2 separate regions of the Columba livia genome follow, and region 2 is linked to region 1. Evidence: chromatin contacts called from public Hi-C data. All regions are on one chromosome and are shown on one strand. Each heading gives the region's core, a stretch centred on a gene start, on an enhancer-like site or on the middle of the called end of the contact. The rest is flanking DNA. Distances are from core to core; before and after follow the strand shown.

Evidence for each region. A called contact is a pair of places that touch in the nucleus more often than the background predicts.
Region 2: a contact with region 1 is called in a Hi-C map of crop, with 2.8 times the contacts expected there. The contact joins two enhancer-like sites. A contact is called at or near these places in 2 of 2 Hi-C or Micro-C datasets (crop and liver).

The regions. Positions count from the first base shown.
Region 1 is chr3:94,463,092-94,468,481 of bColLiv1.pat.W.v2, reverse strand. No RefSeq gene overlaps it. Among named protein-coding and RNA genes, the nearest start is that of TRNAI-UAU, 140 kb to the left of the region's middle. Within about 2 kb of position 1,846, at least 2 of the 3 cell types and tissues checked have an H3K27ac peak away from gene starts, as active enhancers do.
Region 2 is chr3:94,586,203-94,591,468 of bColLiv1.pat.W.v2, reverse strand. No RefSeq gene overlaps it. Among named protein-coding and RNA genes, the nearest start is that of TRNAI-UAU, 15 kb to the left of the region's middle. Within about 2 kb of position 1,533, at least 2 of the 3 cell types and tissues checked have an H3K27ac peak away from gene starts, as active enhancers do.

The DNA of each region.
Region 1 (5,390 bases), core at 597-3,096:
CTGCTTAAATCTGACCATAAATATCCCATTAATATTAGAACAGCACAAGAAATGGTGCAAATGTTAAAGACTATTTTTTTTTACATCAAACAATTTTCCCAGAGTATAATTATGCAATTATTAAGTAATAAAGTTTTAAGCTGGTACACACCTATAACTTCCTTATACTTTTTCTATTAAAACAAAATGCCCTTAAGCTTTTCACTTTGTTTTGTATCCACTTCATTTCCCAGAATAATTAAAGGTTAGTCATTCTTTATAATGTCACGCAGGTAGGAACATAGGCCTGACTGAATATCATCACAATCGTAAAGGTAGAGCCATATAGTACTTCCAGTCTATTTTTGTAAGACTAATAAATTTTCAACAAAGTTCTTGACTCTCTGCATTACGTAACACAAGAAATTAAAAATTCAGTGTCAGAACACTCACGGTCATGTTTGTAGTTGTATAAAGCAATGTAACTCCCCTGATTTCAGTACAAAAGTTAGGTTGAACCAGTTAAGCATCCGGGTTTATACATCTGAGATAACATTCTATTGTGTAGGCAGTACTATACCACCTAATGTTAAGAAAGGCTGAGACTGATTACCAGGGTCACTGTTCTTTATTTACCTGTTTTATGAGACCAAAATTTTAAAACCTTAGTGTTTATAGGCAATGCATGAGCATCCACTGATGCTTTATAAGCCTAATTGTATGAATCTCAGCACAGGGCTTTGGTTCACACAAGTCCCAAAGACAGCTTTCCAGTTTCATTTTATTTTTTTCCCTAGACGCGATAACGTTCTTTCAGGGTTCCATCTTACATCACACAACTATCTTGAAGCTTATCGTGTACTGATCTGTGTCATTTAGGAAATGTTGCTTTCATCTGAGAACTCATAATATTCAGTCAGTGTGTGCCATTCATAACTAAATAGCCTCTGCTCTTCATTGTTCTTTTAATTAATGATTGTTGATTGGTTTGACTTGCTGCACATTGTTGCCAGGCATGATCAAAGAAAATCGAAGATTAATCTGCTAAACTAGATGTCAGATTAGTAAATTCCTCTGTGCTATTACAAAGATTTTTCTCCCTCAGTAAAGGCCCGTCAGGGGCTGATGGCTTGGCTATACCTCTGAAAGGTCAGTACAAAGGTCAGGCCCTGAAAACATGCACACATTAATGCAATAAAGCATGATGACTCATTTATATCCAGTTTATAACTCCAAGGGGTCTTTCATGAATGTTAGTCAAGTAATGCTGGGAAAAAGAAAATTTACTTCAATTGCTTTTGAATACAGTTGAAGAAAGAATTTATATCCTATCGTGTTGTGAATACATTTGGGTTTTTCCAGGGTCAGTAGTGAAATCAATCAGTCTAAGCTAGAGAACAGCGTGTTTTAGGTGTCTTTTCCTCAGCTAGCATGTCTCCATTATTTCTATGTAACCCCTTTAGCCAGGACTTGGTTGACAATAAGGACGACCAGGCTTCAATTTAAAAAAGTAACTAATAAATGGTAAGCTGAAGTCCCAACCATAAACCATAAATTTGACTAAACTCCCTGGTATTCAATAATCTAATTTTCTCCATTTATAAAATGTCTTTTATGAAAGGGACTCCTCCCAAAAACCACAAACCAAAAAAACCCCCCAAACCCTAAACAAACAAAAACCCAAAAAACCAAACCAAAACACACACCAGCAAAAGGCATAAACACCGTAACATGTGTATAACTATTTTCTAACCCCATCCTTTGGCACAGCTTTCCTGTAGACTCCTAGTTACTCCCTGTCTTCTACAAGAACAACTTGCAGTCTGGGACAGTCAGACCCTGCTGGATAACAAGGCTGGATTTCATCTGCTGCTGATCCTGGGGCACAAGCTGCTTTCATCTGCCTCGGCATGCTACAAATCCTCCCTTTCTCTGCTTGCCACTTCATTAGCCACTGCAGTTTTGGTGTTCAGCTCTTAGCCAGAAAGCAGGGAGTTTGAGCTTTAACACAGCCCTTCTGCTTAATAGCTAAAAGATGTTTAAATGAATCTCCTGTTTTCATCCGTTCTTTCATTGATAACATCTGCATCCCAGTGCTGGAAGCGATTGGTGGAGATGAAGGACTGAAATCATTCCCCCCAGTGACATAGATGTAGTAGGTCCACTGGGCTTCTTTCTTTCACTTTATGAAATGCTTCCTTATCTCCAGAAATACCTTTTTAGCAGGAGAAAATCAATAGACACGTTTCAGGCCTGCCCACTGGGCCCTTTCATTTGTCTCATTTTGACCATGTGTCTACAGAATGAGTCTCCATTTTGGCCTCTTCCCTGGTGCAGAACAGCTTTTGTGACGCTGGCAGCACTGAAGTATATGGATGCTTTTGCTGCTAGACCTCTGTCACAAAGGTTATACCTTACCTAGTTTTGCTTAAGTTTAGGGTTGCTTTCTGCCCCTCCCCCCCTTTTTATTTTTAAACCTGAGTGCTTCTGTTCCATACCATTACTGTCTGCAGTAGTCAAGATAAGCAGTGATATTGGATATTTTTATTTAAGAGACCTCAGGCTAATAATCACAAGTGGATAACAGTGTTTTAAGAAACTTTTCAGAGGTTATTTGTGACCACTGTATCTTCTGAGTTGGTTTATGTTTAGTTAGGGAAAGTTTTTGCTGATTCTGCATAAAACTGAATATTTGAAATACCACAATATAATTTCATAGTTGCCTTTGATATTAGTTCATCACACATGGTCATCAGATTAAATACCATTATTTCTGCTATATACCTTTATTTCTATCAAATGCTCATAAAAACTTTTCAGTTTGAAGGTCAAGGAAGAAAAACTGTTAGCTCAGGATTTATCAAGTTGCACACCTCAGTTGCCTGTTAAACTTCTAAACCAGCATTAATTTTTCCTCCTGCTCCTTGAGGAACTTCTGGATACGTGAATTTTTGCAGTGTAATTAGCTTTCTATGGTGAACGAAACTTTTCCAAAACATCAGGGTAGTCAACAGATTAATTAAATGGCAAAAAATGCATAAAACAAAGACATCTTTTTTTGTAAGGGAATGTATGGCTCAGGCTAATATTGAAGGAACAGCATAGTTAGAAAAGTGGAAAACAAATACCTCTTCTTTCAGCTTTTCAATTTATGGCAGATTTATTTAATTAGAAATGTTGCTTCTCCAGAGAGTTTTTGATTCTCTGCCTTTAGAGCACTGTTGTTTGGTTTATGTCAGTCCATAATGCACAACACAAGTAGAAGATTTAACTCAGTTTAAAACTGGGAAAAGAACAGTGTCATCTCTTGACTTACATTTTTTTACAAGCCACAGTATTTCCGCAGGCCATAGTACTTAAATGCTCCAAGGATAGTATATGGTTTCCTGTAAATCTGCAAACTGAACTGAGGTCATTTTTCACCTGAACTTTTCCAGGCATGTCAGCATATTGCTGGAGTTTCCTTAAGACAAAAGAAAAAGCAGAGCAGCTGAAAATAATTAATATTGAACTTGACACATCAAAAATGTAATTTGTCACTTATGATTAAAGCCTTTATCTTTAGTTCTATTTTTATACTCATCATGGGTCTCCCTTAGCTATCATTAGGCTCCACATGGTTGGAGTTAGTCTGACCTTTGATCCATCATCATAGACAAAGAGATCTGTTGCTGCTAAATTGGAGCCCAAGCTAGTCAGCAACAGTATAGATCAACAAATGTAAGCTTGGTTAATAACAGTAATGATCAGCTTAACTCCTCTGTTTGTTTTTTAGGTGTCTGCGGCTAACATAGATGCTGATCTGCAAAAGAAAGTTTAGATTAACAACAAATTCAGCATTAGGAATTCACATTGTGATAATTCGTCCTGATGTGAAAAGATGATGCAAGTGATATATAAATATATATAATATTTTCAGTATGCTTATATGCTATTCAGTTGAGAAAATATAGTGACAGTTTTACAAACTTTCTATTGTTTTTCCCTTTCTCTGAAGCCTTCCAGAAGTTTGCTGACTGCTACAGATATTGTGGTTGCTTATTTTTTAAGCACAAGGAACTGAAATGTTTGACACATCGCTGACCTACGATATTGTTGCTCTACCACCACGTTACCTTCTTGCTTATTGTTGTACTCATTCTGTCAGACTGTATACAAAGTCAAGCAATGCATAAAATATTATAAATGGATGTTTTTGGTACCACTATGTATTTTTTCAGTACAGGCGTGTGTAGCTGACAGACAGCAATATTTTTATGGGTAACTGTAAGTGGTGTCTTTTCAGAAGAAAACCCATTATTTAATTAACTGTTCTGTCACACAGAAAGGCTCAGATTGCAGTAGTAAGTCACACTGCCTGTTGTTTCAACTGATTTCGGTATCTCAATTAAGCCCAGACTGTGTGTTCTGTGGTGCAGTTTATTGTGGACGCGACGTGAAACTCTTATTTCCTGACCCTGTGTGCTTACTGAACCTGTCCCATCGCTTTCCACAATAATACAATCCTAAGCCAAGCCCTAGCTTGGCCTCTGTTAAGTAAAGCTCCCTTGTGAATAGAGTGAGGACTATTAGATTTGTAGTCCTATTATTAAGTATTTTTGTGGCAACAACTTCATTATTCTAGGGTCATTAACACACTTCCTCTTCTACTGCAACTGATTGTGGGTTGAAGTTGTTATTTTAGGCATCTACACTTCTGTTTATCAACATCTAGCCATAAATAGCCTGCAGTTTCTGGAAGCTGGAACATTAGCTAGCAGAGAGTTATTGTTCAGGAGACCCCCTTGCACTGGCTTCAGCAAACAGCTCTGTGCATGAAGCACTGTTGGTATGGAAGATCTGGTGACAAAACCTCTGAATCTGAGCATTTGAAGACTGAGAGCACTGAAGCACCGTTGTGTTTCCTTGATCTGCGTAAACACAGGTGCTGTTTTCTCAGCAGTTACCCCTGAATGGGCTGCAGAGCTTGGCCTCTGTTTTAGGGTGCGTGACCCACTGAGACATCAGCAAGAATCTAAGGACATTAGGCTATGTCACCCTGTCCTTTTGCTCCAACTGTTAAGCCATAACTTACTCTTGTTTTAGGTTCATTTTAGTAGTTTGTAAGAAGGTTTCAGTGTCGCATTTACCTCATTGATGTGAATCTGCAATTCTTCATGTTTAAAAGGGAGACAAAGCGCCGATAGATGAATAAGCAAAAAAGCTTTTCTCTGTGACTTTTAGATTTTCATTTGTTTTATGACTTCCTGAATCTGAATTTGTGTGGCAGCACCTTTTCCCTGTACTTATGTATTCATTTCCTAGGGAACATCGCTGTGAGCTCATTAGTGCTTGAGTCAGTACCACCATTTCTTGTATCAATCCAAATAACTTGGAATGACTTGGTAATGTCTAGTTTAATCTTCAGGTGT
Region 2 (5,266 bases), core at 284-2,783, 120 kb before region 1:
GAAGAGACTTATTTCTTCTGTTCAGTGTTCCCCGTTAGATTGCTTATGATCTGTTCACAGTGACTGTCAAGTACTATTCCAGTGTGGTAGAGTTATAGTTTTGTTCCTGTTTACTTCAGTGCAAGGCACAGACAAATCAGGCTTGTGCTGTTAGGCATCTGTATCTGGTAAAGCCATGTGTGACTAAATTTGGTGTAGTGGCTCACATTCTTGATTTGTTTACACTGATAGAAATTGAGGTCCATATTCACTCAACTAAGCAGAGTTATTTCAGATTTGTATTGGTGAACCGAGAACAAAATATCTGTCGTCTGCTTAAAGTGTTGGATAAACTCCTTAGTCTCATTTATCTGAGAAGTGCCAATCAAACAATAGAGGACAGGGCATGAATGTCAGGCTGCTTTGTAGGTAGTGGTTGTGCAAGACAGACCATATTATGTGATATCTCTGTATGTGTACCTATATTAAAGTTACTGCAGATAATCTAGATCATAGTGAAAATGACATTGTGGTACTTTCACATGAGTTCATTTTTTTTTCTATAGTGACCTTTTGCTAGCCATACAACTTAATTTTGGCCAGTAGATGAAAAGTGTTGTCTCCTGGCAAACTGGATAGGAATTTTGGCAATTGCAGTAGGACATATCTGTCACTTGGAGGAGAGGACAACTCGTCATCCATAACTAGATGTAGGGAAATAAAAATCAATTAAAAATATGGACTCCTGAGTTTTCCAACAAGTCTACCACCCTTGATTGCAGCCCTGTGAAATGGAACACCAGCCCAGGCTGCTGGAGGGGATGGTGTCCACCCTGACACGCATCTTTCCTTTGTGCATAGCCAGAGGAACCTGCAGACTTGAATATCCTATTCCAGAATTGTCACTAAGCACGAAACATTGCTTTTGGGGCCTGCTGCTGACAGGGGGAACCTTCTGGAAGCCTATGGTGCTGCACTGTATGCAGCATATGGGAAATACAGGCTATTACCAAGTGTTGGGTGGCCATCCCATTTCCCATTAGGGGGAAGTAGAGCTACTATACTTGACTACAGCTGACCTTGCATCTATATGCACAAATGGTTGATCCAAAAATATTTGTTATTCTTCCTCAAATTGATAAGATTAAACAGGTCTGAATAGCTTTGAGTGTTCAGATGCCTGTAACTGAATCTTTGGAAAGAGTACTTAGACCATTCAGACAAACAGTTTTCAGCAGATGGCAGCATTGCACTCTGTAACTTTATTTTTCCAGCAGTGGTTTTGCAACTCTTTAGGCTGGTAGAAGGCTGCCAGCTAAAGAGTAATCCAAAGCCCCTTCTAAAATGTTCTGAAATACAGGTCTTAGTAGATTATGATAATCGGGTATTGTTTCAGGCTCAAGGCTTTCATATGGAAAATACCACTGTGCATAAAAAAACATTATACTAAAAAGCAATGCAAGTATACCTCAGTCTTTTCTGTTAACTCTTTTAGTAACTTCTTTGAGACACAGGAAGGCTGTTTGATAAAAGTGTTCTCATTTGTAAAAATATTAGCAAATCATTTAAAGATGCAAGAGTTCAAACTGGAGCCGTGTGTGTAGAGCTGTAAGTGACTTACTGCATATTTTGTCTTTAAGACTACAAAGCTCCCCCATTCCTTCTTTAGAAAAAAAAATGCTGACTTTCCTAGTCCTTTTTGTACTATACCTTTTAAACAACATGCAGCCTGATCATCAGAGCCCATAACTAGGCAGATGGCCAAGTGGATGTACTCTTTTTAAATATTATCAGCTGTTTAACAGTGTTCAAAGGTTCAGATTTAATAGTTAATTTTTGTCTATGAGAACTTAAGAATATTGCATTGTATATAACACACATGCTTGATTGTACATTCAGTCTGGTCAATTTATAGCAATTATGGCAAAATTGGAGGGGTTCTCCCTCCTTGCCCCACCTCCCCCGTGGATTCATAAGAGTTCCAGTAAGACAGTGGAAGAAATGAAAGCTGTTCCTGCTACTAAAGGAAAGGGCTGAATTCAGAGACCTTTTCAGAAGAAAACTTTCTAGTTCCAGATAGACATCTGTCTGTGATGTATCACTAGAAACATAATCTTAAACTGCTGAAGAGGCTGCTTTTTTTGTAGTTGTTTTTATTCTCTTAGTGAGAATATAGGGCTATTCTTAGGTTTGGCACAAGATGCACTTTGAGAGCACTGCATTACAACCGGCTAGCACTGATGTATATGGCAACACAAAACACAAGGCAACAATAAATGGAATCTACGTCAACCATTACAGCCATTCAGGAAGAGGTTAATAGAACCCTACTTCTCTTGCAGATTATGCCCCACAACTGTTGAGTAGAATCAAGTATATATTAAATTAGTGGTCTCTTTAAGAAGGTTTATGCACCTACTTCAGAGTTTGGCATCAGAGTGAATGAAGAAACCTTTATTCTTTCCCTCTCCTTTTTTTTTTTTTCTTTTTCCCCCTCGTGCAGGACAAAATAATAGTGTAAGTAAAACCAAAGTTCAGGCTGAATCATTTAGATTGAACTCTGGTACAATTCTGCTTTTTGTCATCTAAATGAATCACAATGAAAATTTTGAATGATTCTGGTTTTTGTGGTCAAAGTACAAGATTGCAGGTGCCAGACTGTTTTGCCAAGATGGATGAACAGTTTTTCAGTTATATGCTGTCAGGATGTGACCAGCTCAGTATTCTGGAACCCATTAAGCATATGCAAACTTCACTTGAATGGGAGACTTTCAGGAACATCAGTAGCATGGGAATTGGTATATTATTTACATCCTCAGAACATGGTCTGGTGGTCAGAGCAGTCTAAAGCATGCTTTTTTTCCCTCCCAACCTACATAAAGGCATTAGTGAACAAAAGTTGCATGTTATGTAGTAGAAATCGGTGGCAAGGGACTGTTTGGCCTACCTGGACTTCTCTTGCAACTTGACCAGAGTAATAAGAATTGGAATTAACTTCCTGTCTTCTTCAACAGTTAAGTGGAGTTGCATAAGCCTGTTTAAAACAAAACAAATTGCTTGGTTAATGTTGCAGGAGGAAGTAGTTTGAAAAAATTAGCAAACTTTATATTTTATCCTTTAAATGTGCACTGAGAGACTGGAATTCACTGTCGTCTGTGCATGTACTGTGAAAGGGTATTATTATCTTTCACCTTGGTCACATTTTAAAGCTTTGGCATGAAGATTTCAGATACTTTGAGTAGTATCATCCTTTACTTTCTGCTCTCTACAGTTAAAGACATGTTATTGTTAGTATTCTCATGCAAGGGAGCAATGTATGCTTTGTAAAAAGCAGTCACTATTGTTTCTGTTGTAACATCCCCTTCCCCTAAAGTGGGGCAGGGGGAGGAGAGAGCTCTTAACTGCCCTTCCAAAGATCTTGCAGAAAGCCAAATAAATGCCAGGAGTCTGGGGTTTTTTTTGTTCTGGAATTAAATCAGACAATCCATCTCCCACGTCTCTTTGGGTATTAAGTTTGTGAGGTAAGTCACTCTTTCTAAACAGCCTTCAGAGATCATTTCTGAGTGTTGCACACGTTATTATTTTTTTTTTTTTTAAATGAGACATACTTTTCAAAAACTAAACAATAAAACAACAAACAACAACAACAACAACAACAACAAAAATCCCAAACCAAACAGCAACCAACCAACCAACCAGCCAACCAAAGAAAACCAAAAAACCCACCCCAATCGAAGTCAGGTCTCAGAGAGGCTTGTCCTTCCAGCACTGTGGATGGTCTAGACAAGTTGTGGTCTAAACAAGTGGTCTCTGTGGTGGGTGGGGAACAGGCTTACAGGCCTCACCCAGGGGTGGTGGTAAATGGATCTTTTTCAAACTGGCAACCAGTCACAGGTGGAATCCCCCAGGGATTGATATTGGGCCCAATGCTGTTTCGTATCTTCATAAGTGATCTGGATGATGGGATCAAGTGTACCCTGATGAAGTTTGCTGATGACACCAAACTGGGTGGGGAAGTGGACACTTCAGAAGGGAGAGCCACCCTGCAGGAAGACCTGGGTAGCTTGGAAGAGTGGGCTAACAAGAAGTTATGAAGTTCAAGAAGGATAAGTCCATGGTCTTGCACCTAGGAAAGCATAATCCAGAGTGCAACACAGACCTATCTGGCTGGGGAGCAGCTCTGTGGAAAGGGATCTGGGCGTCCTGGTGGACAACAAGCTCAATGTGAGCAAACAGTGGGCTGCTGCGGCAAAGAAAGCCAGCGGTGTGCTGGGCTGCATCAACAGCGACATCACCAGCATCACCAGCAGAGACAGAGTCATTATCCCACTCTACTCAGTGTCCATCAGGCCACACCTGGAATACTGTGTTCAGTTTTGGTCCCCGCTATGCAAAAAAGATGTGGACAGGCTAGTAGAGGGTCCAGAGAAGGGCCACAAAGATGATCAAAGGACTGTGAAGCAGCCACGTGAGGAAGGGCTTAGAGAACCAGATTTGTTCAGCCTTGAGAAAAGAAGACTTAGGGGCAACCTTGTCACCATGTTCCAGTATTTAAAGGGTGGCTACAAAGAAGAAGGAGACTCCCTTTTTACAAGGAGTCACATGGAAAAGATGAGGGGCAATGGGTACAAATTCCTCCTGGGGAGGTTCTGATTGGACACAAGGAAAGTTTTTCACAATGAGAACAATCAGCCGTTAGAACAATCTCCCCAGGGAACTGGTACAATCCCCAACATTGGACGCTTTTATGATTCAGCTGGACAGGGTGCTGGGTCATCTTTTCTAGATGGTGCTTTTGCCAAGAAAGCTTGGACCAGATGACCCTTGAGGTCCCTTCCAACCTGGTGTTCTATGGTTGATAATTCTCTGCTGTGTTGGAATGAGCAATTAGGGGGAGGGCAGCCGCTTTCAGTGGCTTCCGCTGCTGGAATTTTGTCTGGAAAAATGTCTTCTACTCCGTATAGCTCTGGTTTTGCAACAGCATTTTACATCAAGAAAAGCTGCACCACTGTAATAAAAGGCTTAATGGTGTCACTTCAGTAACACTATAGAGTGTATCCTGAATTAGAGATAAAATCTTACAGATGAAAATAATCTTCTTCATCTACAATATGGATTTATCTGTGCTTTTTCAGGATTGAATGACCCAATTGATTCTGGTCTGCCTGAATGACCATGTTTTCATATGTTAATGAAATACTGGATTTTGTGACTCTGGTCTTTCAGAGGATATTGTAAACTGCTTAAATAATGTGGTTTATCTTTGAGATACTGAGCAACACTTACT